Regions from separate parts of the Mus musculus genome. Here region 1 is linked to region 2. A link is a contact called in public HiChIP or PLAC-seq data. All regions are on one chromosome and are shown on one strand. The core of a region is the stretch at or near the end of the contact, and the rest is flanking DNA. Distances in the headings are between cores, read along the strand shown. Region 1 has its middle 28 kb from the start of Kcmf1. Region 2 overlaps Tcf7l1 (transcription factor 7 like 1 (T cell specific, HMG box)).

Evidence for each region. HiChIP or PLAC-seq counts read pairs in DNA pulled down with a chosen protein or histone mark.
Region 1: an H3K27ac HiChIP or PLAC-seq map of embryonic stem cells shows a contact between it and region 2, with 5 read pairs. The contact joins two enhancer-like sites.

Annotation. Positions count from the first base shown.
Region 1 is chr6:72,924,933-72,931,879 of GRCm38.p6, reverse strand. No RefSeq gene overlaps it. Among named protein-coding and RNA genes, the nearest start is that of Kcmf1, 28 kb to the right of the region's middle. Within about 2 kb of position 4,894, at least 175 of the 459 cell types and tissues checked have an H3K27ac peak or open chromatin away from gene starts, as enhancers often do. A contact at or near this core is called in embryonic stem cells, where this site is marked.
Region 2 is chr6:72,765,336-72,772,222 of GRCm38.p6, reverse strand. The region is part of intron 3 of Tcf7l1 (transcription factor 7 like 1 (T cell specific, HMG box)); the gene reads left to right. Among named protein-coding and RNA genes, the nearest start is that of Tcf7l1, 20 kb to the left of the region's middle. Within about 2 kb of position 1,637, at least 54 of the 459 cell types and tissues checked have an H3K27ac peak or open chromatin away from gene starts, as enhancers often do. A contact at or near this core is called in embryonic stem cells, where this site is marked.

The DNA of each region.
Region 1 (6,947 bases), core at 3,645-6,144, 160 kb before region 2:
GCTGAGAGTTCTACATTTTCACCTGAAGGCTGCTAGCAGAATACTGACTTCCAGGCATCCAGGCAGCTAGGATTAGTGTGTTAAAGCCCACACCCACAGTGACACACCTACACAAGGCCGAACCTACTCGCACAGGACCACACCTTCTAATAGTGCCACTCCCTGAGCCGAGCATAGCAAACCATCACAGAGGCAATGGTCAGGAAAAGCCAGGCCCTGGGAGTGTCTGGAAATTATCAGCCTAGTTTGGTAACTGAGAGCCCTACTTGTTTTGTCTCAATGAGTAGTAATGAGTTGCTGCTGGCCTCTTGGGTACACCACTAGCTAACTGAAATAGCTACTAGATAATTGTATTTGTCTCTAGAGGAACAGAACTTATAGAATGAATATATATACATTCATTATATGTAGTGTATGTACACATTCAATATATTATATATTTATATGAATGTGTATATATAAATAATATATAAATGTATATACATAAATGTATACACATATGAAATATATATGTATAATATGAATTATATGTATCTGATTTATTAGAATGGCTCACATGCTGTGATCCAACTAGTCCAACAATGGCTGTCTACCAATGGAAGGTCCAAGAATCTAGTAGTTGCTCAGTTCATAGGGCTGGATGTCTCAGCTGATTTTTAGTATGCACTGGAATCTGGAAGAAGTAGACACCAATGCCAGTGAAGGAATGGACTTGCCAGCAAGAGTGAGAGCAAGCAGGCAAAAAGAAAACAAGCTTCCATATCCGTTACAGAGGCAGCAACCGTAAGGTGCGGTTCAGAGTAAAGGCAGATCTTCCCACCTCAAACAGTCTGGATTAAAACTGTATTTTCCCATCTCAAGATCCGGAGTAGAAGCAGGTCTTCCCACATCCAATTATTTAACTAAGAAAAAATTCCCCACCAGTGCACACCTTTTATCTCAGCACTCAGAAGACAAAAGTAGGCAGATCTCTGTGAGTTTGAGGCCAACCTGGTCTGTAAAATGAGTCTAGAACATCCAAGGTTCTGTAATACAGAGAAACCCTGCTAGAAAAAAAAGAAAAAAAAAAAAAAAAGAAAAGAAAAGAAGGAAGAAAGAGAGAGAGAAAGAGTGAAAGAAAACAAAGAAAAAAGAAAAGAAACAATTCCTCACAGATGAGCACAGCTCCTTCCACCAAGCTATTCCGGTCCTACCCCAAATATCTCCCCTCCCCCTAATTTTTTTATTACCCATTCTATAACAGCGATTGGCTAGCCACCCTCTCCTCTGTGGACTTTGTGCTAGGCATTTGTGACTGTTTATATTTAGAATATGTCCCTTGCAGTACTGTTTTAAAAGTTTGGTCCCCAGCTTATGATGCTGTTTTGAAGGCTGTGGAGACTTTAGCAGATGGGGGCTGGCAGTTCAGTAAGGGTGGGCTTCGGAGGTTATAACCAGCTTCTGGTTCCAGCCTGCGCTGTTTCTTCCTGGACCATGAATAACCCCTTTCCCAGCCCCCAGCACCGTGACTAGGTGTTCCACTCTGCCTTCCCCGTCATGACTGCCTGAAGCACCTGTAAGCCAAAAGTCATCTGTCCTGCTTAAGCTGTTTCTGTTGGATGTTTGGACAGGGCAATCATAAGTAACAAAAACAGTCTGGAAGGCACAGGGACCAGTGAAATCTAGGCCTTTCCCAGCATAAGTCAAAGTGCCCGACTCCTGGGTAATAAGGCTTACAACATACCTGGTAAACCTTACTCTGGGGATCAATCCAGGACTTTAAGCTTGTTAGGTGTGGTAATTTAAATGAGAATGGCCCTCTCTAGGCTCATCTATTTGAAAGTTTAGTCATCAGGGAGAGGCTTTACTGGAAAGATATTAGGAGGTGTGGCCTTGCTGGAGTGGGTGTGGCCTTGCTGGAGTGGGTGTGGCCTTGATGGAGGAAATGTGTCATTTGGGGTAGGCTTTGGGGTAGGTTTCAAAATCTTAAGCCACACTCAATGTCTCTCTCCTTCTAACCGCCTTTGGATCCAGATCTGGAACTCTCAGTTCCTCCTCCTGCACCATGTCTGCCTGCAGGCTGCCATGCTTCCCTCCATGATGATCATGGACTGAAACTCGGAAACTGTAAGCCAGGCCCAGTTAAATGTTTGCCTTTATAAGAGTTGCCGTGGTCATGGTGTCTCTTCACAGCAATGAAATTCTAAGTAAGACACTAGGCGACCACTCAGCCAGCAGCAGTTTTTTTGGTTTTGAGACAAGGTCTCACTTAACAGCTCAGCCTAGTCTAGGATTTACTATGTAGCTAGGTGATTTGAATGAGAACGTTCTCCGTAGTCTTAGGCATCCAAACGTTTGGTCCCTGCTTGGTGATGCTCTTTGGAAAGGCTTAGGAGATGTGGCCTTGTTGGAGGAAACAAAGCCCACATCACAGTCATAAAAACAGAGATTCACAGAAACAGACGCTGGAACGCATGGAAGGCCTCCCGGTCTGGTCTCCCAAGAAAGTCCTTTTCCCAAGATCTAGCATGTAGACAAAAGCCATTTCCTTGGGGACTTGAAGAAAGTTCCTGCTTGCTAAAAAGGAGTCATTCTCCTTATCTCTGGCATGAGGAACTTATGGCCCTTTATTAACCCATGACTGTGTTAATAAACTGTCTATTAACTTGTCAAGGTCAGTACACCTCTAAGCTCCCACAGTCCCCGCTCACGAGCCCCACATCAGCTCACAAGCCCCCTTTCTTCCATCCCCATTTAACCCTGAAAAATCTTTCCTGTCCCTTCTCTTTGCTTTCCCAGGAGACAGTCTTGGCAGTTTGGAATAAACTTTTCCCTTTTCAACCACGGACTGGCTATTTTGGTTTCTTTACTGTGCCCATTTTCATTTACTCCCCAAACCAGCTTGGGATGGGGATGGGCTGCGATAGCAGAGGCTATTTTCTTGGTGGTGCACACCCCTAAATTTTAAAAGTCGAGGATAAAAGCCGGGCACAGAACATTGGAGGAGAAGGCTGGAAAATCAGAGAATCTCAAGATCAGCGCTGGAGATTTGGATCAGCATTTACGAGCATAGAGCAAGTTTGAGGCCAGCCTGGTCCACATGAGACCCTGTCTCAAAACAACAGCTAAAAACCTCAAAGACGAAGGCCAACAGGCCGCCCCTTGGGTTAAGGTGCCTGCAGCTCAGCCTGATGATAGGAGCCAGTTCCCAGAAACCACCTGGTGGAAGGTAAGAACCAAAGGACTGACTTCTTCAAATTGTCTTCTGACCATCACACGTTTACACACACACACACAAGCTAGGCCTAATGTAGTGGTACCTGCTTTTAATTCCAGCACTCAGGGAGGCAGAGGCAAATAGATTTTTTGTGAGTTCAGCCTGGTCTATATAGGAATTCCAGTCCAGCCAAGGCTACATAGTAAAACCCTGTCTCAAAATAAATAAATAAAATAAAAGTAAACTTTAAAATGTAGTTAAAAGATTTTTTAGAAGATTTAATTTTCTTTTTTAATTGACCAGGCAGTGGTGGTACACTTTTTTAATCTCAGCACTCGGGGACAGAGACTGACAGATCTCTTTGAGTTCAAGGCCAACCTGTGTGAGACCACAACAGGAAAAATAGACCTTACAGGTTGAGTTCTGTTTGCAATTAAGAATATATTCCTGTTTGTCCTACGTGTGTTTGAGCCATTTGCACCAGATGGACTTGATCCCATGTGGGCAAGAATTACATCAGAATGTACACTTGCCCCTGATGGATAGAAGGTCAATTGTGGGGTTTGCCTTTTTAAGCATCTGAAAACTGTGACTTGGGAGCATTTTCCTTAAAACTCAGGTGTGGGCCTGGCTAGAGTCCAGTAACCTGGCCAGTATTTAATTAAAGATTGTTTCAAATTTGGCTTGAAAGTGTGGTAGTGATCTTATTTTTGACAAATAGGATTATTGCCTGGTCTACAGAACAAGTTCCAGGATAGCCAAGGCTACACAGAAATCCTGTCTCAAAAGCAACAACAGCAAAAAGATGTGCATGTATCTACCGAGGCCAGCGGGGTCATCAGATCCTCCTGGAGCTGGAGTTACAGGCAATAGTAAGAAATCCGACATGGACTCTGAGCATCAAACTCATCCTCTGTAAGAACAGTGTGGGCTCTACTACACCATCTCTCCAGCCAAAGACCAAAGGAGAAGTATTAACAATGAAAACAGGAAGGTTTTCATTCCTAAAGCCTACATTTAAAAAAAAAAAAAATCATTAAGCCAGGATTAGTAGCATACCAGTTCCCAAGAGGCACTGGCAAAAGAGAAGCGAATTCCTGTGAGGCCTAGGTTATCCTGGCCTCCATAGGGAGTTCCCAACCATGTCAGCCTTGGCTACAGAGTGACACTTTAGCTTTAGAAAAGGAAAAAAGAAAACAGAAAAAAAGCCAAAGCTACTATAGCATCATAATGACATACTGCCAGTATACATCCCTAGGGTTTGTTGAGTGTCAGGTTGGGTGTGGGAAGACTTCAAGAGATCGAATGGCCATAGTAGACAGCAAGAGAGGATTACACTAGCATGGGAGGTTCCTTGGGGCCTGGGCCAGTATGGAGCCTGAGGTGTGCCTTGTCTATGCACTGTGGTCAGCACTCAGGCCCTCTCGACTTCTCACCTGGACCCCGGATCATTAGCAGGTGGGGGCAAGCTGCCTTGCCCCCACCTGCTGTCCAGATATGACTTCCTGTTTGGCAAGTTCTGAGGGTTCCTCTCCCTGCTCCTCAAACTCCCCTTTGTTCATAAACTTGGCATTCGACATCCCTAGCCCTTATCCCTCCCTTCAGCCAGCTGGAATTTCCTGTCCCACTGTCCTCCCAGCAGGAGATTCCATTCCCGGCTCTGAGTCACTTTGGGGTGACTCAAGTGTGACTCACTCCACCGAGGTCCCTCCCACTTCAACTTACCTCGGCTGGGTGTGGCTCCTGCCCATTCACTGGCAGGGATCTTCTTTCAGCCACAGCTGATGTGAGACTCCTCCCACATCCCAGGAACCTGGCATGAGAAAGGGACCCTCAACAAAGGAGCAATCTGGCCAGTGCCGAGGCTGCTAGATGACAGAAGCTCAAGCATTCCAAAGCCTGAACAAGAAGTCGCTGAGCTGGTTTCTCTGTCCCCACCCTCCTCAGACCCTGCCTCTAGCTACAATCAAGGCTCATCTGGCTTTTCAGAAACCCACCTTTCTGCCCCAAGGATCACTCCAAATACCCATTTCCAGCTGGGAGCAACTATGGATCACAGACTGAGCTAACAGTAGTTATGATCAGGAAAGTATTCAGTTTTAAGTAGGATACAAACTTATGTACTGAGCAGACAAAAACAAACACACAAAAATCTCACAGGAAATAGGAGATACTTTATTCTGGAGTCAAATCTGAGTGATCATGACCCAGGAACAAAAATTTAAGTCACCACAAATTCCATGTTCCAATGTGGTAACAGTCTGATGAAGTGTCGTTGTTGTAGTTTTGGTTTTCTGAGACAGGGTTTTTCTGTGTAGCCCTGGCTGCCCTGGAATGATGCTTGCTGGTTCATTTGCTGGCTTACTCCTCTCTGTCAAGGCTCTAACTTAACCAGCCTCTTAGACAACCCAGAAACGCCTACTTGGGGAATGGTTCTGCCAACAGTGGGTTGGCCCTCCCACATCCATCATTAATCAAGACAGTTTCCCACAGACATGCCCATAGGCCAATCTGATCTAAGCAACTCACATAAATCGGCTTGTGCACACCTGTAATCACAGCTCTTGGAAAGTAGAGGCAAGAAAATCAGGAGGTCAAGGTTAGCAATGATATCTCAGGGGGCTTAGAGACAGCGTGGAGTACACAAGACCTTGTCTTTAAAAAAAAAAAAAGGATGGGGAAGTGGGGTGGCGAGATGCTCTGTGGTGGTTTGAATGTACTTGACTCAGAGAGTGGCATTCTTAGGAGTTGTGGCCTTGTTGGAGTAGGTGTGGCCTTGTTGAAAGAAGTGTGTCACTATAAGTATGGGCTTTTATGAGACTTTCCTTTGTCAATGCAATTAATCTGATTCCTTAGGAAGACTCTTCAGACAACAAAAAGTAGCCATATTCTTCACCAAAAACAGTCTTAGGCCATATACTAACATTCTTCTCCTCTGAAACTTTTGAAGCAAGACCCCCACAGTTCAAGCCACACTCAGCATCAGTGATGCCATATTCTTACTAGGATGGCCCATTAAACCCCACTTAAAGCATTCCACTGCTTTCCAAATCCAAAGTCCCAAAATCCACATTCTTCCAAACAAAAACACGGCCAGGCCTATCACAGCAATACCCCAGTTCCTGGTACCAACTTCTATCTAGGGTTTCATTGCAATGAAGAGACACTATGGCCAAGGCAACTCTTGTAAAGGACAAACATTTAATGGGGGCTGGCTTACAGGTTCAGAGGTTCAGTCCATTATCATCAAGGCAGGAGCATGGCTGCATCCAGGCAGGCATGGCACGGGAGAAGGAGCTGAAAGTTGTGCATCTTGTTCTGAAGGGAACTGGGAGAAGACTGTCTTCCAAGCAGCTAGAAAGAGAGCCTCAAAATCCAACCCCACGGTGACACACTTCCTCCAAAAAGGCCACACCTTGTGATAGTGCCACTCCCAGGGCCAAGCATATTCAAACCACCACAGGTTCAGTGGTTAAAGATAAGCAAAAGACTAGAGAGATGTCTTAGCAACTGAGAGCAGTGGCTGCTCTTCCAGAGGACCTGAGTTCAACTTCCAACACCCACACAGCAGCTCACCACTGTCTGTAACTCCAGTTCCAGCAGATCTGATACCCTCATACAGGCATACATACAGAGAGCATACATAAAAAGAGCATACATAAACTGTCCTTGCAGAGAGTTCACAATACCCATATCAAATGACTCACAGTTACTTTAATGGGCACCTGTACACATGTGGCAGACCTCACAC
Region 2 (6,887 bases), core at 388-2,887:
TCTGCCTCTGTCTTTTGGTTAACCCTCTGCCTGGGTTAAAGGTGCGCAGCCCATGTGGGGGCTTCAGTATACTCCCAATGCTGTGTCATGTTCCTCTGTTTATTTAATAATTGTAATTGGACACGGCAATTGTTTCGTAAGTAAAGTCTCTTCTGTACTTATATTTTGTTCTCCCAATTGAAAAGCACATATATTCCTGCCAACCAGTAGCATTTCAACAATTACTAGCCGTGGCTGGCGAGATGGCGCACCTAGCACGGGTGCTCATGTAGAGGACTCACGCTTGGTTGCCAGCACCCACTTCCAGTGGCTCTCAACTGCCTGCAGCTTCACCTCCAGGAGCTCCCATCCTCTCTCATCTGGATCCAGACGTATGCACTCACGCATGCGCGTACCTAGATAGTCACATACATATGCCTGTAATTAAAAATAAATATACATATAAAGGAACAAGCTCACTGGAGGGCTTTCATTCATCTCCCATAGGATGTCCAGGTGGTTCTGAAGGGGCACACACAGGTAGTGAGGGTACCAATACCTGCTTCACCTCCGTGCCTCTAACATCACCACACTGACTACAAACATTTGTCAGCTGATGAGGATGTCTGCTCATGGATCAGGTGGACTTTCAGATCTTACCAAGACTGAAGCTACCACTCAGCAACAGCTTCCTATTCAGTGCTGAGCCTGAGGCAGGAGGACCTACTCCGAGGCTGGACAGATGGCATAGGGTTGCAGGTGTGCACAGAGAATAGTGTCCAGCGCACAGCAGAGGCTTTGTCAAGGCAAGGTTGTCAGGATCTCTCTGGCTGGATTATAGGTGGGCTGCCACATTTATCTGACATCTACGTGATTCTAGAGTTCCAAACTCTGGTCCTCCTTCGTGTGGGCAAATGCTTTAATCACTGAGCTGTCTGTGAGGCCTCCATCTTATGTTTGTCAGAATGGGTTTCATGTAACCCAGGCTAGCCCCAACCTTGCTATGTAGCTGAGGACGACCCTAAATTCTGATCCTCCTGCCTTTGCCTCCTGAATGCTTGGATTATAGTCCTGTACTTCATTGCCCAGTTTATGTGATGCTGGGGCCTTTGTGCATGCCTGGCAAGTTACATACCAGCCTGTTAACTTTAATTACCTTTTTTTTTTTTTTTTTTTTTTTTGCTAGGGATCAAACACAGGTCCTCATGAATGCCAGATAAGTGATCTACCATTCAGTGATTATCTTTACTCCCTAATGTTTAATTTTGGGCTGCCAGTTTTCTTGAATTTATATTCCAAAGGACCCTGGCTATTAAATTTTTATTTTGATCAGTGTGACTCTGAGACACTGCCTCCGATATAAAATCTGCCTACGTGTGTGAATACTTGATATTGTTTATTTCTATTTCTCTCTGTGCACAGAATGTAATAAAATAAATACAAAGACCCGCCTTCCTGGACGTTTGTGGGCTAACAAGAGCAATCATTGTGTGCTTCTGTTATCCTCCACTGTATAGTTTTGATAAGTCGATTATTGGTGCCCAATCGTTTCACTTTGCTTATTATGGTAGATTTTTCCCCCTCCCCATGCCTCTCATAGCTGAGGCTGAACAGCCTTCTAAAAACAAATAAAGCCGAGGTCTGAGCTGGCAGTGGGACTTTGAACCTGGTCCCCTGGTTCATGTCTGTGGACTTGTATGTGAGCGGTTGTGGCCATATGTTGTTTTAGGGCCATGCCAAGGAAAATACTTTAGAATCACATTAGAAACTCAAGGTATTTTGGCCTCTTAAGAGGACACGTGGTAGTTTTCCAGTTATATGAACAAGGGCTTTTGTTTCATACTGAAGTTTCTTATGGGCTTTGAGAACAATAGGCTTCTCTCAGTTTTCCCATAGGTCTTTGGGATGCTAATAGGTAGGCCGCACTCACTGTGTTCCGTCTGGGGAGACTTCTCAGGCCTTTGACATGCCATTTTGGACTTCTTCAAGGGAGTGGGTCGGCAGGATTCCTCTGCTTGCTTGGCCAAGGCTTTCCGCTGTGTTTGAAATCTTAGCCTTCTACGCCTCCGCCTCGCAGCCTCACCTATGGCTCCCTGCTGCAGATTCTTAAGCACACTGCACTGTTGGCAAACACATGGCCTCCTCATCCAAAACACACTTGTCTCCTGGATCCTAAACTTGCTGAAGGTGCCAGGGAGTGGATCTGTTATGTCCCATTGCTATTACATTCTTAGCACCAGGCACAGGGAAGGCCTTCACTCGGTATTTTTTGAATGAATGAGGGAGCCGTAGAGAATACCTCCTGCCCCCAAGTAGCACCAATTGGGAACCACCCCTCCACAGAAGCCATTTTCAGGATGAGAACCATACATAGATGGGTTTGTTGACTCTTCTACTCTTGGGCTTCATGTTCAAATACAACCAGCCGGGGTGCTAGAGGCCCTGGTCATTTTAGTTCAGGTACAAGGCACGTCCAGCAGGAAGCGGTCAGTTTATTTAAAGATGAAGCACTGTGCTTGAAATAACATGTCTCCCTTCCCTCGGTAGAGCACGGTGAGCCGACCGGGATTAGAACCTTCATTTCCTGATACCTGTTGCGGGGGCCGTTCGGCAGCCCGCAGCCCCTTCCAGTACTGGTAGTTACATCAATGGGAACCAGTGTTTCCGACTGTTGGGGAGGGAAGAAATCAGACTCTCCTTTGTACGCTAATTAGCACAGGCAGAACAAAAGGCCTAGCTTGGTTTTCGAGTTCAACTTTGGCTCATACGCAATTCGCAGTGAAGATAATGATCTCAGATAAATTAAAAACAAATGTTAAAGAAGTCATAATGAGGTAGGAAGGGAATTCAGGATTCCTGTTTTCAAATAACACTGGGTAAACAGACTTCTCCCTGAAGCAGACATTCATGTCTCCTCCTCCACTTCCCCACCGTTTTGAGCCTTTGGGTTCAAAAATCTTGTCTTGATACCTAAACCTGGAGAGGTGGGCCGGCGTGTGCTGGTCTGGTGTCAGTGTGCACGAGAGCCTCACTCACCACGCCATTAGTTCTTTGGAACTAGGAAAATGGAACAGAGGAGTTGGGTTGAGTCCACCAAGTCAAAGGGAATCGCACATTTGGCAAAATGCCCCTTGCCTCAGGAATGACCGCCACAGCCTGCTGCCCTGGCGTGCTTCCTTTTCCTCCAGTCTGCTGAAGGCAAGGACCGGGCAGGGAGCACACAGAAACCCCCTGTGTTCTTTCTTCTCCTCCAGGCTGAGTTCCTGAGTACATTCTTGACCAGATGGGGGGAGCTGGGGGCCCGGAGAGCTGCTGCATTCAATGGGACTCTGTATGTATATGCCAAATGAAGTCTACAGGCGTCTTTACGAGCCCAGCGACCGTGCTGGCAGATGTAAAGAAACTCAGAAGGCCTGTGTATGTGTGGAGTCTCAACTCCTAGCAAGTTTCCATGAGTGCATTCAAGGACTCTATACATGGAAATTCAGTTCCTCTACTGACCCCCACCCCCGCCTAGAGACGAGAGTCTCCTGTAGCAAAGGATCATCCTGATTCCTGGTCCTCCTGCCTCCACCTTGGCGTGCTGCGATTACAAGTGTGTGCCACCTTGCCTGGTTGATGCCCTGCTGGGAATTGAACCCAGGGCCTCATGCAAGTGAGGAAAGCATTCTACCAACTGAGCTACAACCCAGCCCATCCTATTTACTCTTCTCTGTATTAGTGTGTGTCACTTTAGTCTGTGCGAGTGCGCTTGTGTCCCACATAGTTTTTTTTTTTTTTTTTTTTTTTTTTTTATGACAGGGTTTCTGTGTGTAGCCCTGGCTGTACTGGAACTCACTCTGTAGGCCAGGCTAGCCTTGAACTCAGAGATCTGCCTGCCTCTGCCTCCGGAGTGCTGGGATCAAAGGCTTGCACCACCACGCCCGGCCCTCGCATTGTTTTCGATGGCTGGACACGCCCCAGCAGACTTTGGTAAAGTCGGAGAGATTTGGGATGCTCAGAATCTTGTGGAGGAGACATATTAGTAGCATCTAGCTAGGAGAGAGGCCAAGGATGCTTATGCTAAGCAATCTTTAAGACAGCGAGGGGGAGAGACCTTTAAGTGACAAGAAGCCAATGAGGCAGCTCATGAGAAGCCTGTCAGTTCCTCTACTGACCCCTCTACTGAGAGGACCTGAGCTTCTCTCGTGTGTGTGTGTGTGTGTGTGTATGCGCATGCGCGCATGTGTGTGCGTGCGTATGCACATGTGCGCACACATGCACACATACCTCAATATTTGTGGCAGTCAGAGGACAACTTCAGGAGTCTGTTCTCTCCTCCTACCATGTGGCTTCCAGGGGTGGAACTCAGGTCATCAGATTCGGTGGCAAGTGCCTTTACCCACTGAGCAGCCTGGTTGGCCTTCCACCTTAGTTTTGGATCTAGGATCTCTCACTGAATGTAGAGCTTATTGGTTGGGGGTTGGGGTTAGGGGCTAGCTTGCCAGTGAGCTCCAGGGAAGTCCCACCCCTGCCTCCCTAACTCTGGTATTTCAGATGCTCCACCTAGCTTTTTACTTGGGTTCCCATTCTATGTATATAGCAAGCATGTTATCAACCGAGCCATCTCCCAAGTCTCTGAGCACTTTTTTCAGTGATAACACTTTCTCTGTTCTGTGGCCCAGAGAATATTCTATTCATCCCTTCACTTAATCCTCAGAAAGACCCCTGTAGTGGGAACCAAGGCTATATCCTTGTACTCAAGATGAAATCAAAGCTCAGAGAGGTCAGCATCCCTACCTGAAGGCTCACAGCAAGTCAGGGGAAGGGAGAAGACTTCATTCAGATCCAGGCTTATCTTACTCAGCTCTTACTATGCGGTGTCACATCCCATGATAGCTTCTGTGAACCTGCACAGTGTAGTCTATACAGAAAAGATGCTCAACTGGACACGTAGTATGTTGTTGTGTGCTGAGGCTCTATTGCCGATATGGGTCATTCATGTCTGAGCTTTGGGGGTGCTGGGCTTTGGCCCTCACCCACAGGGTGGCTCTGGTGTGTCTGTGATACTTGCCAAGAAGGTGTCTGGACCTTCTGTTGAGGAGCAGTAGCTGGAACAATGGCCCATTTGCCCTCAGGGGACTGAGGGAGCAAAGTGAGGGGGGTGGGCAGGGCAGAATGGAGAGACCTTGGTAGCTTTACCAGTCTTGGGGTTAGTAAACTGTGAGGACAATTAGTATAATTACTCGCCATTTATGAAGAGAGGGAACATGAATTTTAGAGGTAACTTCTGGGGTAGAGAGAGGCCTGGAAACGTAGAACGCTGTTCTGAGGTCAGAGAAGAACATTCTGCAGCAAGGGGGCCGTGGGTGAGCCCACAGACAAGCCCAGGGGACTGAGGGTAGCTGAACGGTCTTTGGAACCCCCAACCTGAGCTTCCCTATCCGGTATCTCCTGAGCAGCTGAAGCCTGTAACACGCTGCAAGGAAAAACTCTCATGCTTTTTAAAAACATGAGACGGTTTAGATGTGCCCTGTTCTCACCTCTACCCTAAGGACAAGCATGTGTTTCGGTTACCAAACTCTATCTAGCCTAGGTTAGATTAAGTGTTTTCTCGATCCCCTTGGGAGTGGGGGATAGTGAAGTTTCCTGTCTCCTTTCTAGGAGGGAAGTTCGAGCACTGTCTACTCTTGCTCTGTCTTCCATCCACATGTCCTGCTTTAAGATACTGATTCTGTGGTTGTCAGTAAGTGAATAACTGACTGGAATAGCATGCCGGTTGTCCTCTCAGTGAGGTGTCTTGTGGAGCCCGGTCCTTTGGACATGCTTTAAAATACCCGTGGTGCCGGCTCACTCATAGAGCCTCTGGCATGACACAGGCGAGAGCCCTTCCCACACCCCACGCTGTCTGTCTGTCTGTCTGTCCCTCTTCAGAAGCTTATGCTGTACTGTAATGAGGAGGATTTTCTTATTGTTGAAATGTGTGTTTAAATCTAACCGTGCTTTTCATCTGTGCCACGAGATGTCTTCCCCTTGGGCCGTTTTTTTTCCCTCAGAGTTGGCTGAGAGGCCCTTGGAAGCACAATTGGGCTTTGTGGTGAGGAGGGTTTACAGTGCCCTGGAAGGTGGGGCCAGTCTTGTCTAAATAAATAGTAGTGGGCTTGGCCTCAGGAAGAGGGGATTCCTGGAAGGCAAGAGTTGGAGCCTCACGCAAGATACACTTCCTGGTGTTCCTGCGACTTCTTGTGCTCTGTGCTGTGATGGATGCTCTTGGGTCTCTGGTCCTCAGGTGCTGCTCTGACCCAGCAGCTCCTAGGACAACCCTTGACTTCAGCAACAGGTCCTCCATCCTTCTATAGTCTAGGCCTCCTCCTGCTGTCTCCACAAGAGTAGCTGTTGGCCACTCTGAGTGACCCAGGGGCTGCCAGCTGTTCCTCTCTGAAGGCTTTACAGGTCTTCCCTACATTGTGGTTGCCTGCCTGCCGAGTGATGGCTTTTGACAGAGTGCTGGAGATCTAGAAGGGCCTTCCTTGCTGTCGGCCCTGCAGAGGCTTTGCATGGCGTGTGAAGAGGAGAGTTTGGGCCTTTTGTCCATGGATGCTGACTAGCTCTCTGTCCTTTTCAGCGTATTCGCTTTTGACCTGCCTGAAAAAGGTCATAGTCAGGCTTTCCTGGCCCAGGGTTCCGGGAAGGCTTGGTCAAGGAGCTGCTTGGTGGGAAGTAAAGTACCTGGCCTTTTCCTGTCCATCCCCACAGCGAGCGAGCACCTTATCCTGCAGCTGTCTGTACAGGGTCTGCACCCTGTCACTTTCTCCTGCTGCCTGTTCGAGAGTCTCCATTGCTGCCCAGTGCTCTCAGTTCCCTCATCTCTGACTTGGTCACGTGGTTCTTTGGGCTCAGAGCCTGTGGACCTGAATAAGGGCAGACGG